Linked DNA regions of Arabidopsis thaliana: region 2 is linked to region 1. The links are chromatin contacts, called in public capture Hi-C maps. All regions are on one chromosome and are shown on one strand. Each heading gives the region's core, a stretch centred on a gene start, on an enhancer-like site or on the middle of the called end of the contact. The rest is flanking DNA. Distances are from core to core; before and after follow the strand shown.

Region 1 (6,357 bases), core at 2,354-4,853:
TTTAGTTTATACAAAAACTGAACTGAAATGAATACTCAAGTTCTTTAATGTGAGTCATAATATGTTGTGACAGGGACCGGAAGGGGTGGCTGAAAATGTCGATATTGAGCACAGCCGGGTCAGGAAAGTTCAGCAGTGACCGTACAATAGCTCAGTATGCCAAAGAGATTTGGAACATTGAGGCTTGTCCTGTTCCCTAAGTCCTTATACCGTTCGCATAGACGCTACCTGCCTTTATAAAGGCATCTCCACATCCACGCAGCTCCAAAGTCGATATATATCATATAGATCTCATAAGAATATAACCAAAATAAAATAAATGATAAACCTTTTCGTATGTATATGTTTTTGATGTATGCAATATTTTGATTTTGTTCAAAGAAAACGTTATGTAAAATGCTATATGAATGAATGAATTTGGGTTAGTGATTTCTCTTTGTCCCGATCAAATTCACTCAGCTCATTCAAACTTTCTTTTTGTGTATTGTGATTTTCATTTTCTTATTACACAGTTTGATTAGGTGAATTTGTGTTACACATTTGAATATCCTACTATATTATTTGGGAAGTACATTTTAAATGTAACCTTAATTTTTGTAAGTAATTGCATAGGTATGCCATTAGAAATAAAAATTTAAAGAGTAAATTAATTTATCTCTTTGAGGATTAAAAAGTCAAATACTAATTTAATTAATTAAATTTAATTAAAAACGAAATACATTATTAATTTCCAAAAATAATAACCAATCAAAATCAACATATAAGATTTGATATCTAAATTTTTATTAATTTAATTTAATTAGATAAACGAAATACATTATTAATTCCCAAAAAAGTAACCAATTAAAATCAACAAATTAGATTTGATATCTAAATTATCATATTAATTTTTTATTAATTATTATAGTTCACTTCTCATCTTTATATGATTCCATTTTTGCCGAAAAATAATATCATCATTATAGAAAAATAATTAGAGTTTTTTCGCATATGCCATAATTTGAATTTTTAAAAACGAATATAAACTGTTCAATACATGAAAAAATATTATAACGGGTGAAAAATAGATTTAAGAAAACTTTCTACTGAGTAACATGTCATAATTTGAAATATTTATATTCAATTTCATACATATTATATTGAAAATTTATAATCTTATATACTACAATAATTAATAACATAGTAGATGTGATTTAATTTTTAATACAAGCTGGAAAATCCTAGAATTGACGGGTTTAGATCGATATTAATACAAGATGGTATACTACAGGTGAAACTCTTAAATTAATAATCAAACTACAAGTGTATAATCTTAAACACTAAATAATATAGATAATATCAACAAAACATATACAACTCACAGTTTACTATACATTTAAAATCAAATAAAATAATATCATATATTTTTAAATCATCTTTACAATAAAAGTTTTTAGTTTAACTAAAATATAAGCCTACCTGCGGTATACTGCAGGTTAATATTTAGATTACAGGGCTTATTGGATCTAAAGACAAGTCATCAAAGATTTCCTAAACTGAAGCAAAATATACTGAATATTCAAATATCTATCTGTTACCTAATTATAAACAAATAAGTTCGTAAAACAATTTAATATTTTATATACGAAATCAACTAAATCTTAATCACATAAAATTAGCACAAAAAAAAAGTATTCAACAATTAAAAAATTATCAAATCTCTATATAACTTTTGATACTATATTCGAATAAAGTGTAATATACCTTTTCAATTTGTATTCTTTAACTAATTTAAGCGAACTAATATATTTGCTAATCTTATACCTATCAAAACCGACTATCGTTTCTTATCTCTATAATATATTTGCAAGACTTTTTTGGTGGATTTGTATAAAAGTGCATATCGTCCTACTATATTATTTGGGAAGTACATTTTAAATGTAACCTTAATTTTTGTAATTAATTACATGATAATGCCATTAGAAAAATTTAATCAAAAACAAAATCTTTTAATGACATCATTAAGATTACCAAAATCATTTAACGACAATATTCATCTTTTAATTATAGGGCTTATTGGATTTAAAGACGGGTCATCAAAGATTTCCTAAACTGAAGCAAAATATACTGAATATTCAAATATCTATCTGTTACCAAATTATAAACAAATAAGTTCGTAAAACAATTTAATATTTTATATACAAAATCAATTAAATCTTAATCACATAAAAATTCGCACAAAAAAAATATGGTACATTCGGGTCTAAAGTAGTTTTGCAAGACTTTTTTGGTGGATTTGGGTAAAAGTGCATTCGGGTCATATGGTACATTCCCCTATTAAATAAATATGGTGCACTCCTATGTTATTAGCTAAAATGTTTAGATTATAATTCAAAGTCATATCATAAATAAAATTAATATTAATAAAATAAATGGCTTTTTGGCAAGACGGATTTGGAAGGACGGGTTTTTGAATCAACATTAATAAAAAGTAAAATATAATTAATCCACCGTTTCAATACGGGTTAAATCTTTAATTTATTATTTTTAATAACAATTAATATATATAAATACTTAATAATAATTATAAACTGTAAAAATAGAAATATTTTATAAAAATAAAATTTGCAAGTTTTAATATATATTACTTTTAAAAAATAAATCATCCCGCGGTATACCGCGGGTTAAAATCTAGTTTGCTTTTACTTGGGATTACAGAACTTTCTTTTTCTCTCTTTGTGAACTAAATGCATTATGCATTATGGAAGTCTTAATGACACTAACGATTAGGGCTGGGCATAATATCCGAATCCGAGCACCCAATCCGAATCCGAAATCTCAAAATACCCGAACAGGTTCGACCGGGTATCCAAACATATCCATAATTTAACTATATAATAATAATATATTATTAATATTTACATTTGTAATAATATAATTGTCAAAATATGCAATTTTTTGGATATTTAAATTATTTTTACGTATTTAATCTACTTTTGAGTAAATTTGAGTAAAACATTTTCAAAATATTTAGATATTTTGTGTATTTTCGAGTAGTTTGGATAGATTTGGTTATAAAAAAATTTGATTTTTGGAAATTCGGGTATTCCGAATCCAAATCCGAAATCTTACAATACCCGAACGAATTGTATATTTCTAAATCCGAAAACCTAAAAATTCGAAATACCTGATCCAAACCCGAACGGGTACAGGAAACCCCAGACCTAGATGACGCTAGTACAACACTACTAAGCTACAAAATATTTCTTAATTAAGGGATTATGAAGTTTATGTAGAGGTGACTCTAAAAGCCATACCAAAATTTTTAAAAGTTTAAACTAAAAGCCAAGTATAATAATTTATCTAAAAAATGATTGATGCTTAATTATCCAAACTGAAGAAAGTAGAATCAAATTTTATAAAGCCGACTCAAACAAAGTGAAATTCTATAACTTAAATATTTTATTCGAAGAGATATGAATCCCTATCATTTAATTATTATTTTTATATAGAAAAGATAATATTAATTAAAATAATTATTTGTTGGCAAGTGGGCCTAAATTTGAGCCCATAAAGTATAATAAGACAGAACACATTGCTGATTTGTAGTTTTAAAACGACAAGGCGTTGCGAATCCGCTGAACTCAACCGGAGGGAAATCTAATTGTTGTGTTCCTTCCTTTCACAGACCGATCGCTGATAAAGTCAGAATAGTTCGGAACAAGAGACGGCGAGAAAAGGGAATGCGAAGAAGATAACGGTATAGAGAAAAGGCACTATGAACAAAGTCGAAGCAGGCAATGAGCTCGGCTTCCGGGTCGGATTCTCCGGTCATGGTGGTCACCTCCGCGTCGAGCCTTTTTACACGGCCGAGAGAGACGACGCACTGAACTCACTTCCCGATTTTGTATCCGTGAGTTTTCTGATTTAGCAGCAAGAACTTGATTACGTCTTCAAAACTGTGTTCGCTTAGGCACTGATTTATGATGCAATTTGTTGCGTTTGAAATGTTAATAGCTGTGCGTTTCTGTATTGTAGTTACTAGGTCTTAGTGTGATTTTAGTATACTTGGTATTTCCCTCAACAATCGTAATGGAATTAGGAACGTATGGGGTTAATATTGGACTATCTGGTTACTTGATTAGGGAGGAGTTACTTTTAGAGTTGTTATCAGGTATTATGTGGTGAAGAAAGGAATCAAAGGTTGCTCGTTTTCTGAAATTTCATGTGGTGAGAGGTTTATATCAGTAGAAAATCTTGTTCAATGGTAGTTATCAGTGACATGAGACACTCCAGATTACTTTTACATATAAATGTATCCAGTGGTGGATGCTCTTACATGTTCAGATTTGTGCACTGATGTGTTTTGGTTATTAATAAAGTTTTATGGTTTTGCAAATGCTTATTTATGGTTGCGTATATGCGTGTTTCTCAGCCTCCTGCATTTGCCAAGGAAACAAAAGAATCAATAAAGAAACATATTGAGGAGAAGTATCTCATCCCGAGACTGGAACCGGATCAGTTTTCTGCTGAAAAAGCTGAGAATCAGTGGGATTTTGATTGGTTTTCCAGGGTGAAGATGCCCCTTCAACCCTCTTTGCCAAGGTCCGTTGTGGTTCCGACTTGGGAGTTGCCATTCAGGCGTCAAAAAGAGGATACTGAGAACGGAGCATGGGAGCCAAAATCAGTGGAGGTAACTCATTTCTTTCTTTTCAAATCGTGAATTATCTTAAATAAACTAGTTCATTTAGACAGTGATATTCTCCTAGAATCTGGAACATGTTTGGTAGAAAAATGACCTGCTATTAGCTTTCTGTTTCTGACTCTAGTTGGAGAAATGGATTGTCATATTATGTTAGGTGGATTTGTCAGAACAAATGTATGGGGATCAAGATTCTGGATTTTTTCCACGAATGGTAGGACCTCCGAAGGATTTTCTGAGAGGAAGTGTCAACAATCGCCCTTTCCGTCCAGGTGGCTTGGAGGATTCACAGTCTTCAGAGAGAGTCCTTCCAGAGGGTGTCTCTAGTGGCCAATGGGTACAGGAATTGCTCAATGGGGGTCCTGCTCAAACTGTTCCTCCTAGTTTTAAGCAGAGTTTAGATCTTGGAGATCTGATGGTATGCTATCCTATGATATCACTATCTAATTCTGTAATTTCATAAATTTATTTACGATTCAGTGTTGATTGTTTCTTCCTCTTTTCTTTTATACTCTCTAGCCATATCCCCAAACATGGAGCGTTTATGAGGATCATAGTTCACATGGCAATGCTTCAGATGAAAATTCGGTCTGTAGATCAATGTCACTGGTGTACATAAATTATTTTACATTTAATTGTGGTAATAAACTCTTTTTTACTGGCCTCGCATTGTGAATACGTCCAGAGCAAGTTGTCTATTCAGTTTGACGATCTGTTCAAGAAGGCATGGGAAGAAGATACTTTCTCTGAACTTGAGGGAGATGGTGTGTTCAATTTCTATAATCGTCACATACATTTGATTTTTTTTTTTTTTTTTTTTTTTTTTTTTTTTCTGATAATCAAAACTGTTATGAAGATCATACAGCTGGATCTGAGTCTCCAAAGGCGGAAGCTGAACCCGATGCTAAAGCGAGCATAAGCAATGAAGTCAGCAAAGGACTAGAGACTGACGTCACTGTGCTGGATGAGATTTTGTCATCAGCAAAAACAGCAATAATGTCTGAAGAGGCAGTTACTGGGAGCAGCGATAAACAACTACGGAAAGAGGTAAGAACGTGGATTCTACATTTTGAGATTTGAATTTCCCTCTCATAAACGTGATTTGGGGTGTGTTCTTTTTAGGGATGGGCCACTAAAGGAGATAGCCAAGACATTGCAGACCGGTTTTATGAGCTTGTTCCTGACATGGCGATTGAATTCCCTTTCGAATTGGACAACTTTCAGAAGGAGGTATTTCCCTCAACTTTTTAAATTTGCGGACATTTGAGGAACGTGCCTGGTTGTCTTTTATGTGTGAGTTATTAGTAAATAAATAAATGTCTTATGCCTACAGGCTATCTGTTGTTTAGAAAAGGGAGAGTCTGTTTTTGTAGCAGCACATACATCGGCGGGGAAGACAGTTGTTGCAGAATATGCATTCGCTTTGGCCACCAAGGTAGAGAATTCTGATGAACATCCATCACATTCGTATTTTTAGATTCTTTGTCCTGTTTGCTGATCAATTTTTCCCATTTTTTCAGCACTGTACACGAGCGGTTTATACTGCTCCAATTAAAACCATCAGCAACCAAAAATACAGAGATTTTTGTGGGAAGTTTGATGTAGGACTTCTCACAGGTGATGTTAGCATAAGGCCAGAGGCATCTTGTCTGATCATGACAACTGAAATATTAAGG
Region 2 (6,357 bases), core at 1,839-4,338, 500 kb before region 1:
AGACTGACAGAAATAATACAGATTTTCTTAGAAAGGGATGTGCTATTCTCGCCAAACTTATTCTCCAGCATTATGTGTCATTAACAAAAACAAACAGTGTACACTCGTCAAATGCATTCTTATGATATGGATACACATATATCTACAAAACAACTCTCGCAAAGAAGACATCAGCAGATTGGATATTCACTTGTAATATTCTGATTAGGAATTCATACCATAGCCATTTTCCTTCAGTTAGTGCATCCACCATACGCATCGCAATATGTTGCCTACGAGCTCGTTTCTCTGACAGTGATGGTCTAGATGTATTGACACATGCCTGTCAAAGTTCTAAATGTCAGCAAAATTTCTCTAACACATTCCCTATATACACACAAGCGGACAAAACACATATTTCAGGACACAGAAGGCTGTGAGCAAACATGCATGTCTATGATGAGGTTCAATTGACTGTGTTGAAAAAATATTCTCAAAGTATACAGATCAAACTTCTGCAGAGCAAAAATGCTTCAGAAATCATAACTCGAATCAATTAAAATGGGGGTGAAGTTAGATTAAACAAAATCTAGACACTGCTGAAAATAGATAAAAAATGGTCGCCTGAGTTGGAACTATGTTGTGAGCCATGTAAAGCTACTCAAAGAGCAAAGTAATTTGCATATAAAATAGGTACCCGGTAGAACACATGTGCAGCCAGCTCAACCAAGCTATTCTGATAGCTGCTCAGTGCCCCTAACTTTTCATCCTTTGTTGTATCACCCCTAAATAATTTTTTCAATTAGAAATCTATAACTGCACGAGATGTGTAGAATTTAAAGAAGTTATCCCTCGAAAGAGGAGACTCAAAAAAGATGTACCATGATGCAGAACTTGATGAACTACCAAGATCCAATTCACGAGTAACCACGTCCAAAAGTTGTTCCACTAGAGAACTAGATTCACTAGAATCCCTTGTCAAATTTAACTGTAGCCTTCCATAAGAAACAAGTATCTCCTACAAGGCAGAACAAGAAGAAGAAGAAGAAAAAACTTAAGACCATGAAAAAGAATTATATTTAAAAAATTACATGTTTAACAAAGGGCTACCATAAAAAGAAAAAGAAAAAAATAAACCTTGAGGTTTTTATCATGGGTTGTTAACCAGCAACGGAACACAAATTGTTCAACCGCATTATGAATTTCCAATGACAAAGAGCCTAAATTAGGACCATCCTTCAGCAAGAACGTATTTACACATTCAATAAGCTTGCGTGAAAGCTTCCCCTCATCTCTGGAAGTATTATTAGTACACCAAATTTTAGTATTATTTGCAAAGGAGGGTACAGATCTGAGTGAGACTGACTAACAAATAAAATCAGACCTTACAGAAGAGAAGATGTGAATGAGGCCGTTCACAATTTCTTCTCGAAGGTCATCAGGAAAATCACCAGGGGAGTTCTCTAGAAGTGACTGAAGCGTAAGAATATAGCGAAAAGCTTCCTCCTTCTGGCTATGTTGACCACTGTTTTTCTCGCAAAACCCTGTCTCAGCCCTTTCCATGTATAGCAGCACCAAACCTTGCAGAAACATTATATTAAAATAATACACAGCACCAGCATACCACCATACGCTTCAGATTCATGACAAGACAAGACAATTAATGGATATAGAATTGAAGAGAACTCACTGGAATATGTACGCTTCCTCATTTGAAAACGGTACTCCTTAATTTCCAAAAGATGGCGGAGTATGGTACCATACTCTGACTGAAAGCTTGGTGTGTTGCTCAAGATATCATGTACATGAGTAAAAAGGGTTTTAGCCATAGATAGCAAAGGAAATTGTACACCTGAGAATTAAAACAGAGTGGTTACATAACCACGGGAAAAGCTGAACTTTTTTATCAGAGTAAATGCACCATCAAAGTGTAAGCAAAAAGATACATTTCTGTGAGATGAAAATCAAATTTATTCCAGTTCCATAAAACTTTTTTCCAACAATGTCCTCTTTTGAGGTGACGTTAACACATAGTAACTACAGGAAACATTCAAAATCAGATTACGAAGTTTCTGACCAAGAGACTTGATACTTCTGCCTCTTCGAGTGAAGCGTCTTTACAAGCACAAAGTGATTCCATGAAAAATTTAAAAGCATGTTACCATGTTTCTAGTTCACCAAAAAAATATTTCTCACCAGGAAATTTAGTTTCTTCTGTTCGCTGAACGACAACGCGAAGTGTCTTTGCAAAAGTTGGCTTGGGCATCCGTCGCTTACTACCTGACACCTCCATTGAGACACATTGAAGGAGAAGTTTAACCAAAAAGGGCCACGTTTCAGCTGCAAGGAGAAGTAACGTTCTAGATTAACTTTAAAGCGTGATGCACTGTATATTAGCATCAACTGAATAAATTATCACCACCTACCATTTGGAATCTCGTCCAACTTTAGCTTAGCAGTGTTTTGCGAAAGAAATCTACAAAAGGTAATTGACCTTTCCCCTTCGAGCCATGTATTCAATAACTTGACACCATCCTGGACATACAGAATATGTAAGAAATTCATCAACATGAGAAACATTAAAATGGAATTATATATAGATCAACATAAAAAACCTAGTAGCACATTACTCAGAGAAAGATACAAATTCTAGTCAATGCTTGGGGGCCCTGGTCAATTGGTCATAGCTTAATCAATAAGTATCTCAACATTTTTCAAACCAAACCCACTCGAAATTATCACAGAAACCGAGCCGTATTGCAGTATAAGGAAACAATAAAGCATCGTTGCGACTACGCACAACGAAATCAAGACAACACGCCACAAATATACACCAAAGTCGAAATTTCTCAGCCGTTTTCCCCATAAACCCCAAAAAACGATTAAAAGGGATAACTAAAAAGTTTACTTCGCGAGTCTTGGCTTTATCTGACGAGAGCTTGGAGACGATCTCATGGACATCCCTCGAAGCAACCATGGCGAAATCAAACTAGAGCATAATCCGAGAATCACGACAATGGTAGTGAGTGGGGGAGTTCAAAGTACCCCAAGTGTCACCCGATGAAATTGATTTTGAATTTCTGAGGAATGGGTTCAGGGTTTTTTTTAATTGACACTGACGGGACTGTGGTATGTCACCGTCTATATAGGCCCTTATATTGTTTTAACTTTCACAAATTTGCCCCAAACGAACCATTAGATTATGTTATGGACTCACCACAATTTGACCTAAATTACATATAAATCCCTACATTTTACCACTCAAACGATTTGCCCCAGTCGAACCGTTAAGTCTCCGGTTCTCGTGATTATACTCCAATCGAACCAAATTATGACTAAGGCCAATTTACAATTTCACTCATTTCCCCAAATCGAACCGTTATATTTTCCGGTTATGTGGTTGAAGAAGGAGCTAAACCGGTCAGACACGAAATGTCATTTTTTAGGTGAATCGGTTTCTTTCCTTCTCGTCTCCTCTACATTTTCCCATTTTTGTGGAAAAGAGCAAAGAGTTCAAACTTGTGAAAACTGAGACTCTTAAACAACGCCATCTTACATTGTTGAGTTGTGATCTTTTATATTGTTTAGAAGCTCAGTGGTAGAGAAATCAATACAGATGGACAACTCGAGCTAATGAATGAGTTTCGCTGTCTCTTTCGCCTCCAGAAGTGTGTGAAAGAAGCTAATAAAGGCACCTCCAAGAGAAATCTAGATTAAGGGACTGCGTCCGTGCGATTGAGGTTGCTTCTTGGTGTTGATTTCTACTTTGTAGTTCTATCTGAATACAATTGTAATTACTCTATCTTGGAGTATAGACACCAACATGGTTTTGATTTGATTAAGAAGTGAACAAGAAACAGAAGATCTCAAGCTTTTCAGTTTCTCTCAATATGGAACATATTCTAAAGAGAGATCAAGGGAAACACAAAGTAAACATTTATATGTACAAAGGAAATACTTCCGATCTTGCTGGAAATATTCAACTAGGCAAGAACTCCCATGAAGGGTGGAGATTATAAACTAGAGAGCTTCGAGATATCAAGGAAAAAGGTGAAGATGTTATTAGAATATTGCCGACATCTTCTATTATCTAATCTTATACTAGAACTACCGTCAAACTAAAGACTGAAAACAGAAGAACCCAATTCATAAGATGGGATACATAAGTTACAACATATGGTCCATTAGAAAGCCTGAGATGATCCGCATAGATGTATGTTAGGGATTGTTCAGGAAGAAGAAGAGCTCGGTATAGAACTAACCTTTTCCAGAAGCCCCGTGATCTCGCTTTTCAGTTTTGCCTTTGTCTCTCTTGATAAACTATCCCCGGATTTCTCCAGCATTGCTGTCATCATCAACAGATTCTGCCTCATTGCATCCATACTTGTTGGTATATTGTTCGGTTTCGGAACTGGACTAACATGTGAGATTACCGGCATTCGTGGGGCAATGTTCCTTTGAACGGTTATCAGTTTCTGCTGTAACCGGAAATTCACTAAGGTTTCACCAAATGGGTTAGCTTTCTCTAAGCTTTTAACTGCTTCTATCGCGTCTGCACTACTCACAAAGGCGACCTGTGCACCACTAAATTCTTCTGAAACGTGTGTTTCTGAAGAATCCAACGGGCCAAACGCAGAGAATGTCGAGGTTAGGTCGTCCCTTGAAGGCATTGACACTTGGGAGGAAAATTTCAAGAAGAGAATTGTGATTCCTCTGGTTAATCCATTAGGTGACTCCTCTTTCTTCCGACGTCTTCTGCGCTGAGTAGGCTCAACTTGAGGCAGAACCAAAGTTGGCTCTGTATTTGTTCCATTTAAGTCAGGTATCCCAGTAGTGGCACTGGCATGTGCAACTATTGGAAGCTCTTCTGCATTCTTCCTCTTCCTTCCTCTCTTTTTCTTCCCTGAATAAGTGAAAAGGTCTGCACTCGTGAAGTGTTTGTATGAAGTTGGCTGGCTAGAAACAAACTGAGTTCCTGAGACTCCCTGATGAGCTGTCACCTGAAAGTTAAGTATCGTAGATCTTGGTGTCTTCTCCTCTTGTGGGCAGACATTATGCTGAATTAAAGTCTCAGGTCTTTGCATATGGTCAAACTCTGCAGTACCCAAAGCATTGCCTCCGCTGTTCAGGTCCGGTACAAGTATAGCAGCAGGTCTGCTGAGTGTATCTGCCGTCATAGCTTTCCTGTCTGGAGCTTGTACCAACAGTTTGTCTTGAAAATCTTTCGCCAACTGCACCTTTGCAACAGAACTAGGAAAATTTGAGTGACCAATGATATGATTGATCTTTGTCTTCCCTGAATTATTTGACTTGGAGGCCTCGTGGTCAATATTTGGAGTTGAAACACCATTAAGAGATTCGATGTTGGACTTCTCTAATATCTGCAACTCAAAGGTCTTCTGCTCAGTATCAGCAACTGAAACACCATTAAGAGATTCGATGTTGGACTTCTTTGATATCTGCAACTCAAAGGTCTTCTGCTCAGTATCAGCAACTGAAACACCATTGAGAGGCTCCATCTTTGACTTCCCTATTTTCTTTGACTTTAAGGTTTTCTGAACAGTACCACGATTTGCATTTGTTGCTAACATCAAATCCTTGAAACCAGCCATGTTAGCCAACTGCATCTTGTAAGCATTTTCATCATGATACACAGAAATTCTGAATTTGGAGAAGAACCACTCAAAGAGCCCAATATTTTCAGTCTCTTCCGAACAATTGTAGCCCACAGCAAGCAGCTTGAGTTTAGATATCAAATCAGAAGGAGGCACATTTACTAGATCGTCTCTCGCAGATACATTATCAACCTCACTTACAAATTTCCTAAACCATTCTTTCCGAAACCTCTTCCTGCTATTACCTGCACAAATGGATGGAGAACCAATGAACTTACTGTCACTCATCTTCGCAGTGAAACTTTTCCTACCCTCATTTTCGTGTAGTTGGGCCATTGGTATCTGCTTATGCCCAAAGAGAGTATAAAAAGCTGATAACTGACTCTGCATAACTGTCGACTCGAGTACCCCAGCATTCAAAACACATTTCGCAATATTCTTCAGCTGAGTGACGAACTCTTTTGGTTCCAACCGATCTACTGAGAATTCACGCAGTATCAAAGGCTTGTTCTTCCGAGTTGTTATATTTTGGGCTGACACAATTCCATTCCCATCAGCAATGCAAGAACAAGTCATATCAAGTTTCAACGAGTTGCTCAACAAGGACATAGCTTTCTGTAACGCATCGAAAAACCCGTTATCGTTTCTTTGATTCAACACCTGCTCAAAGCTCTCCTTGAAAGGTTTCAACTTCGAAGAAGCGAACCACGAAACAAGATGGCTCTGACCAATAGACCTAACCATAAAACTCTCCTTTGCATCA

What was found. Capture Hi-C pulls out chosen DNA fragments and counts their contacts.
Region 2: a contact with region 1 is called in a capture Hi-C map of seedling, with 2.5 times the contacts expected there. The contact joins the promoter of ATM here to the promoter of AT3G46960 in region 1.

Annotation. Positions count from the first base shown.
Region 1 is chr3:17,295,468-17,301,824 of TAIR10.1, reverse strand. AT3G46960 (RNA helicase, ATP-dependent, SK12/DOB1 protein) reads left to right here and starts at 3,603. Exons shown (of 23, transcript NM_114563.7): 1 at 3,603-3,892; 2 at 4,415-4,672; 3 at 4,839-5,099; 4 at 5,201-5,269; 5 at 5,367-5,445; 6 at 5,538-5,728; 7 at 5,804-5,911; 8 at 6,015-6,116; 9 at 6,202-6,357. The coding sequence starts at 3,758. PHS2 (alpha-glucan phosphorylase 2) reads left to right here. Exons shown (of 16, transcript NM_114564.3): 16 at 74-431. The coding sequence ends at 200.
Region 2 is chr3:17,798,020-17,804,376 of TAIR10.1, reverse strand. It overlaps ATM (Serine/Threonine-kinase ATM-like protein), which reads right to left and starts at 3,088. Exons shown (of 78, transcript NM_001339356.1): 1 at 2,888-3,088; 2 at 2,406-2,514; 3 at 2,176-2,319; 4 at 1,670-1,831; 5 at 1,364-1,559; 6 at 1,117-1,273; 7 at 861-997; 8 at 677-764; 9 at 219-322. The coding sequence starts at 2,956. It overlaps AT3G48187 (Serine/Threonine-kinase ATM), which reads right to left. Exons shown (of 1, transcript NM_001339353.1): 1 at 4,209-6,357. The coding sequence ends at 4,209. It overlaps AT3G07875 (a long non-coding RNA gene), which reads left to right and starts at 4,004. Exons shown (of 1, transcript NR_141363.1): 1 at 4,004-5,396.